Linked DNA regions of Mus musculus: region 2 is linked to region 1. A link is a contact called in public Hi-C data. All regions are on one chromosome and are shown on one strand. The core of a region is the stretch at or near the end of the contact, and the rest is flanking DNA. Distances in the headings are between cores, read along the strand shown. Region 1 overlaps Gm30374 (a long non-coding RNA gene). Region 2 overlaps Arhgap15 (Rho GTPase activating protein 15).

The links. Hi-C and Micro-C count contacts between places; a contact is called where the count stands out from the background.
Region 2: a contact with region 1 is called in a Hi-C map of the N1E-115 cell line, with 13 times the contacts expected there. The contact joins two enhancer-like sites. A contact is called at or near these places in 1 of 39 promoter capture datasets (hippocampal neurons), 6 of 15 datasets of contacts at CTCF or cohesin (CD8 T cells, the G1E-ER4 cell line, hippocampal excitatory neurons and 3 more), 155 of 484 Hi-C or Micro-C datasets (the 63-12 cell line, B cells, the Ba/F3 cell line and 85 more) and 12 of 115 datasets of contacts at active chromatin or transcription factors (the 230-238 cell line, CD4 single positive thymocytes, CD8 T cells and 7 more).

What each region holds. Positions count from the first base shown.
Region 1 is chr2:43,721,737-43,724,552 of GRCm38.p6, forward strand. The region is part of intron 4 of Gm30374 (a long non-coding RNA gene); the gene reads right to left. Among named protein-coding and RNA genes, the nearest start is that of Gm30374, 6.3 kb to the right of the region's middle. Within about 2 kb of position 1,420, at least 26 of the 459 cell types and tissues checked have an H3K27ac peak or open chromatin away from gene starts, as enhancers often do. A contact at or near this core is called in the N1E-115 cell line, where this site is marked.
Region 2 is chr2:43,855,412-43,858,227 of GRCm38.p6, forward strand. Arhgap15 (Rho GTPase activating protein 15) reads left to right here. Exons shown (of 14, transcript NM_153820.3): 5 at 1,395-1,482. Among named protein-coding and RNA genes, the nearest start is that of Gm39804, 69 kb to the left of the region's middle. Within about 2 kb of position 1,385, at least 1 of the 459 cell types and tissues checked has an H3K27ac peak or open chromatin away from gene starts, as enhancers often do. A contact at or near this core is called in the N1E-115 cell line, where this site is marked.

The DNA of each region.
Region 1 (2,816 bases), core at 170-2,669:
CAGCACAATTCTATTTGTTCACATAGCAACTCCTCTCCGCAGGACCTGGGTCACCTCATTGAAACATCGGTTCCTTCCGCAGCTTGGAGTGCAGGTGACCCTGGCTCTGTTATTGCTGTTCGGTTTCCATTTTGCTTTCTGTGACACAGTTCAAGATCTCCAATACTTCACCAAACCTACCCTGGGGGAAAAAATATCTCTCTTGAAGGGAACACACCCCTGGCAGCGTGCCTGCTCTGGATGGCCCCGTGGCTAGATGGATGGAGGGGTGATTTAAATGAAATCTCAAGCAGACACACGGATTCTTGGGGAGTAAATGTCCAAATATCCAGTTCTTGAAAGTGCCCACAGAGGCAAAAAGCCACAAAGGCCATGTCCCAAACAAACCACTGTTATGTTTTGTTTTTTTGTTTTTGTTTTTGTTTTGTTTTGTGTTTTTTATCAAGTCCCATCTATTAAGTCGCAATCCTCTCCCAATAGCCCATAAGATTAGGGTTGGTGACTTAACCCTCTTGCTCCCAATCCTTCCGCACAACCACATCCCTGAACGTCACAGCACTAAGGAGCAAGTATTGACCATAACTGGGGACAACTTCAAAGCCATTGAGAGATGGCACTGATCTTACACAAGAGTTAATGGAATTACACACGGAAACATTGGCAGACAAACAACACACATGTCCATCCATGGTCACTAATTCGTCTTAAAGCTTGAAAGCTAGTAATAGTAGTAGTAGTAGTAGTAGCAGTAGTAGTAGTAATTTATCCTGGTAACATTTGCTTAACCTGTGATCACTCAACTTAAACTCCCCTTAATTTCGGGACAGTATGATGCAAGAAGAGTGACTTCAAAAGATCATGGTCTTGTGTGTGTCCCGTCCATGAGTCTGGAGAATGGTCAGCTGCTGGTACTACCTGCTCACCTACACTGTTGATTAGGCTTAGCTGCTGCGTAAGGGCAATATCTACCTGTGCTTTTCCCAGGCAAACATCACCATATTTGGCCAATCTAGCCGAGCTAGGATAGCCAATAATCTACGGGGCCACATGACTGAGGCTTTTGAGAACTGCTGCCTCAACGTAGGACATTCTAGTTAGTTAAAACCCCAGAGAGGTCCCATCATTAGTATTTACGCTGATTCTTGTAATGGCCACAAGGTGGCGCCAAATCACAAAGAAAACTGACTGGAGCATGGCTGTTCTGGTGGATTTGCATATTTCGCTGCTGGGACATTTCTTTAGTCTCCCGATAGGCATCATTCCTCGATTTCCCAGATGCATTAACGTTTGCATCCGATCTTTCTTATCTTTGAAGGATTTTGTTCTAGAAATCAAGAAATCAATGAAACAGAGGGAGGGTTCGGAGACTGCAGATAATCTATAAAGCCATACAGTTAAGTCTAAGAGATGAGAGCAGACAGAGCTTGGAGTTAGGGGGACAGAAGGCCTGCACTGTGGCGGCACCTCCCTGCAGCTCCCTGTTCTGAAGAACTCTGGTATGACTTCACGTGTTCGTCTTTCTCACCACTGGATATCAGCTCTGTAGTCTCAAGTGTAACTCTGGGGCTACGTCCCTGAAGTATTAGGTGGCACCGTGAAGGTACCTGCAACTTATGCACTAGAAGGGCTTGTCAACATAGATTGGCACACACTACTGTTAACAATGAAGATCTAGTGACTGGAACAGCCTTGAGCCACACCCCCTTCCAATGAAGCACTTGGCTTCACTTCCACAAGCTGTGTGTGTGTGACTTCGTGCACACATATCGATACACCTACATGTCTATATGAATAGATTTGCATACACTAGACAAGCAGAGTTAGGTTCTCATTAATTATGCACGTTTTGGTTGCCTGTGGTTGACAATAGATTTTTTTTGTAATATTTGTGGATTTTCTGATCTGTAGCATAAAACAATTACATTATTTAAGAGGAATGTAAGCTCATTAATGCATCAGGAAGGTTAAATCTTACCTAATCTTTTATTCTGGGCACTCCCAGACAATGACCTCATCATTATCCCATCTTCTTATATAACAAGATCTGTGTTTTCTTTTGAGCTTTTCGATGGGCCCATCTAGAAGTGTCACATGTTAGGGCTCCAAAGACAAAAGCAAAATTGTCACTGTGGGACATTTGAAAAAGTTTTTTGGCTTATGTGCCTGGTATTTGGTGAGGGGCTCATACATGAAAGCAGGAAGCATGGCAACCATTTTGAGACCACGAGGGACAAGATGACAGGTTCCTAGCTAACTAAATCTTTGCAATTCTGAGTCCCAAAGTTCACTCTGTCAATGTTTGCCATAGCCCAAGTTTATATTTCTCTTTACACACACACACACACACACACACACACACACACACACACACACACAACCTTGCACATATGTCAAATCCCCTGGTACTTTGGATTTTCTTTTGTACAAGACATAGAATCCTACCTTCATTAGATAATAGCTGGAGCAGCCTCGCATGCTTTCCTTGAACTTGTCTACAAGTCTGTCTACACTTGGCACCCACTAAATATCACTGAAGCAATCTGGGCTGCTATTCTTCAATGTTCTCTGTTCTTTTAAAATTGAGCTTTAAATCATTATTTCGTTTGGACAACTCAAAACCGGAACTGAGCTATATACTTCACATGGGCTCAAAGGGGCTGCGGACACACTGTAACAGCAGACTGAAAAGGTGAAATAAAGAGAGAGAAAAATGAATGAAGTGATATAGACCATGGAAAGAAGAGGTAAAGAAGATGAGGAAGTAGAAGAGGAAGAGGAGGAGGAGAAGAAAGAAGAGAAGGAGGAGGAAGAGGAAG
Region 2 (2,816 bases), core at 135-2,634, 130 kb after region 1:
GTAGGCTTTTTTGAAACCTTTCCTCATCACTTTTTGTAAAATCAATACAACTATTTTTAAATACAAGTTAAAGTTGAGAAAATTATACCAATAGAATCTATTGAGTAGAAAATTGTGCATGTCAATCTTGTTGATAGTTTTCCACATATGAAAGAAAACCTTTCCCCACACTGATACACACACTAACTAAGAAGCAATAGTATGTTAAGTTAAGGACTAAGAAATACAAAGGGAAGGAAAAAGCTCTCACCACCTTGTTTAACTATAGCTACATAGAGACTCTTTCCCCAGCCAAAGTGCTCATTGGTTAAATAAATGTCCCTTTAGCTCCTAGACTCTCCAGGTCTCTGTGCTCTAGGCTCTGAAAATATCCCAATAATGTTGAAATGATCTCTTTGCCTGGGGGGGGGTTGCATTTTAATGAAGGCAATGAAAATGGAAACATTTGAAGCTTTTTTCTTTAATTCATCATCCAACATGTCATGGATGTACTTTGAGGGAAGTGATATTTGGACTTCTGATGGATGGAATTAATAATCAGGAGGGGATAAGCTAGGCTAAAATGGTCCTAAGTAAATTGCATAGCATGGAGTAAAGTATATGTTATGGGCAACATTAAAATATTCCCACATCAGTATTCTTAAACAGAGGGGTCATTCTTCCAATGGACAATTGCATTTTGAGTAACATTTTTTTTTGTACTTTAACATCATAATTACCAAGTAATGTGTCATTCACATTAATGGTCAGAGCCTTGGAAACCTGAAAACCACTTAAGATAAATTTAAATTTGTAGATATAAGCATAGCTAGGCAAAAGTAATATATAAATGTTTGAAATTTCATGAAAATATATTGTTAAATGGTACTCCAGAAGAGATAATATGAGAGAATGTTATCTAAAGTTGGTTCTTTTCTTTCTGGCACTTGGGAAAGAGGGAAAGCATCCCGCTCTTCCCCCTTGTAAGTCTCTGATTGCTGGTAAGTATCAAGCGCATTTTGATTTAAAGAATGATGGGTGATCTGGTCAGTCTCTCAGATCCTGAGATGTGCTACATCGATGAAAAGGAGAGATGGTGTGGCCTCCCACACTTCTACCTTACAGCTTCTGTCCTGGGAAAAGGCACACGTGTGGGTATACAAAACATGGACACTGATTACTTAAAGAGTATCAAGGCAAATTTACATGCTGAGAAAATTTTATTTATGTGTCACGGATTTTTAAATTCTACAGTGATTTTATTATTATCTGAATTTGTTTTTAACCACTTACCAGAGTTAAATAGATTTCTAGACAATTTCATTAAAAAATAGTCTGCGCTCACTACGAAGTCTCTGATGTGGCTGCTGGGTGTTCTTCCAAATCATGACGCACTCATCTCTTTCTCCCCTAAGGAAAAACTGGTCTACTTCCTGGATTGTTCTTTCTGGTCGAAAAATTGAATTTTACAAAGACTCCAAGCAGCAAGCTCTTCCTAACATGGTAGGTTGCTCTCTGATTTGCTACTGTCCTTTTCAGAAATAGCCTTGAAACAAATGTGTGGTTTCATCAGACTGAAGAAGACCAAAGCCCCCTGAGCTACCAACCTCTGAAAGCAGATGGAGGAAATGACTCAGTAACCTTTTAATCAGATGAAGGGAAAATAGAACATAGTGTCTATTTTATTAAGCACTGCCTTTAGAGAAGATCCCTGAATGAGATGGATAGTGAGCAACACTCTGGTAATGTGAAGGTAACACTCTAAATTAAGGTGCCATTTATAAGTGCTTTATTCTTATTTATGAAATAATCACTAAATGCTGCTATTTTCCCAAATAATGCATTATAAAGCATGTTATAAAATGCATTAGTAATAAATGTTTAACGGATGACACTATGGGAGGCTGCTTTAAAGAATATTGTAAGACGTAAATCGTATTAAACCATGTATGTGCATCTTTAATACATGGATTTAAGTTGTTATCTTGTGTTCTATAAAGTGCCTCACACATTAATAAATAATAATAAACTGCTCATAAGTGGCACCTTAATATAGGGTGTTACCAATGAGAAAACACTCCCAGCTAATGAAGTGATTTTTTTATCTTATTCTAACTACGGCATCCACTATATCCAGCTAACCTTTCTGAATACTTCTTATGACTACGCCTAATCAGCTTAATGCAATTTCTGTATCTTGTGGTTATTGCAAAGTGAGATTTGCAGAATTACTTTATTATAACTGTAGGAAGGCGTCACAGGCCATAGAGCTATAGCAGGAGCAATTTGGAGTTACTTGCTGGTGAAACCTGGACAGCAAAATCCAGCTGCCCACATATGACATCTACACATCTACCATGAGGTGCAAGAAAGGGAGGGTAGACTGTCTATCAGCCATGATCAGGGAAGACTCCAGGCCCTAAGGAGCTAACCTGCCTTAGCCCATTAGTCTGATAGATTACCATCTATCAGAAAAGTGGTGGCCTGGCGGGAGGGAACCACAATAATAAACAAATAACAAGTTCTTTGCTCTACAGTCACTTGCCATGCTTGCTGTATAATCCTCTCTTAATATAAAATAGGACCTATAGCTAAGAGATGTGTTTTAAAGAAGCAAAATTTAGCAAAAACAACGAATTGCATTTGGCTTGTTCCTCGTAATTGAAATCGCCTTTGTCTGCTACTGATTTTGGAGTCTCAGTAAGGTCCAATCTACAAACTAATTACGAATAAATTAAAAATATCTTAGTCCTTTGGATTTTAAATTGCTTCAAAAATTTGTTTTAGGACTTTGTTTTGCTTTTAATTTTTGGCTCCAAGAAGGTTGAGATAATATT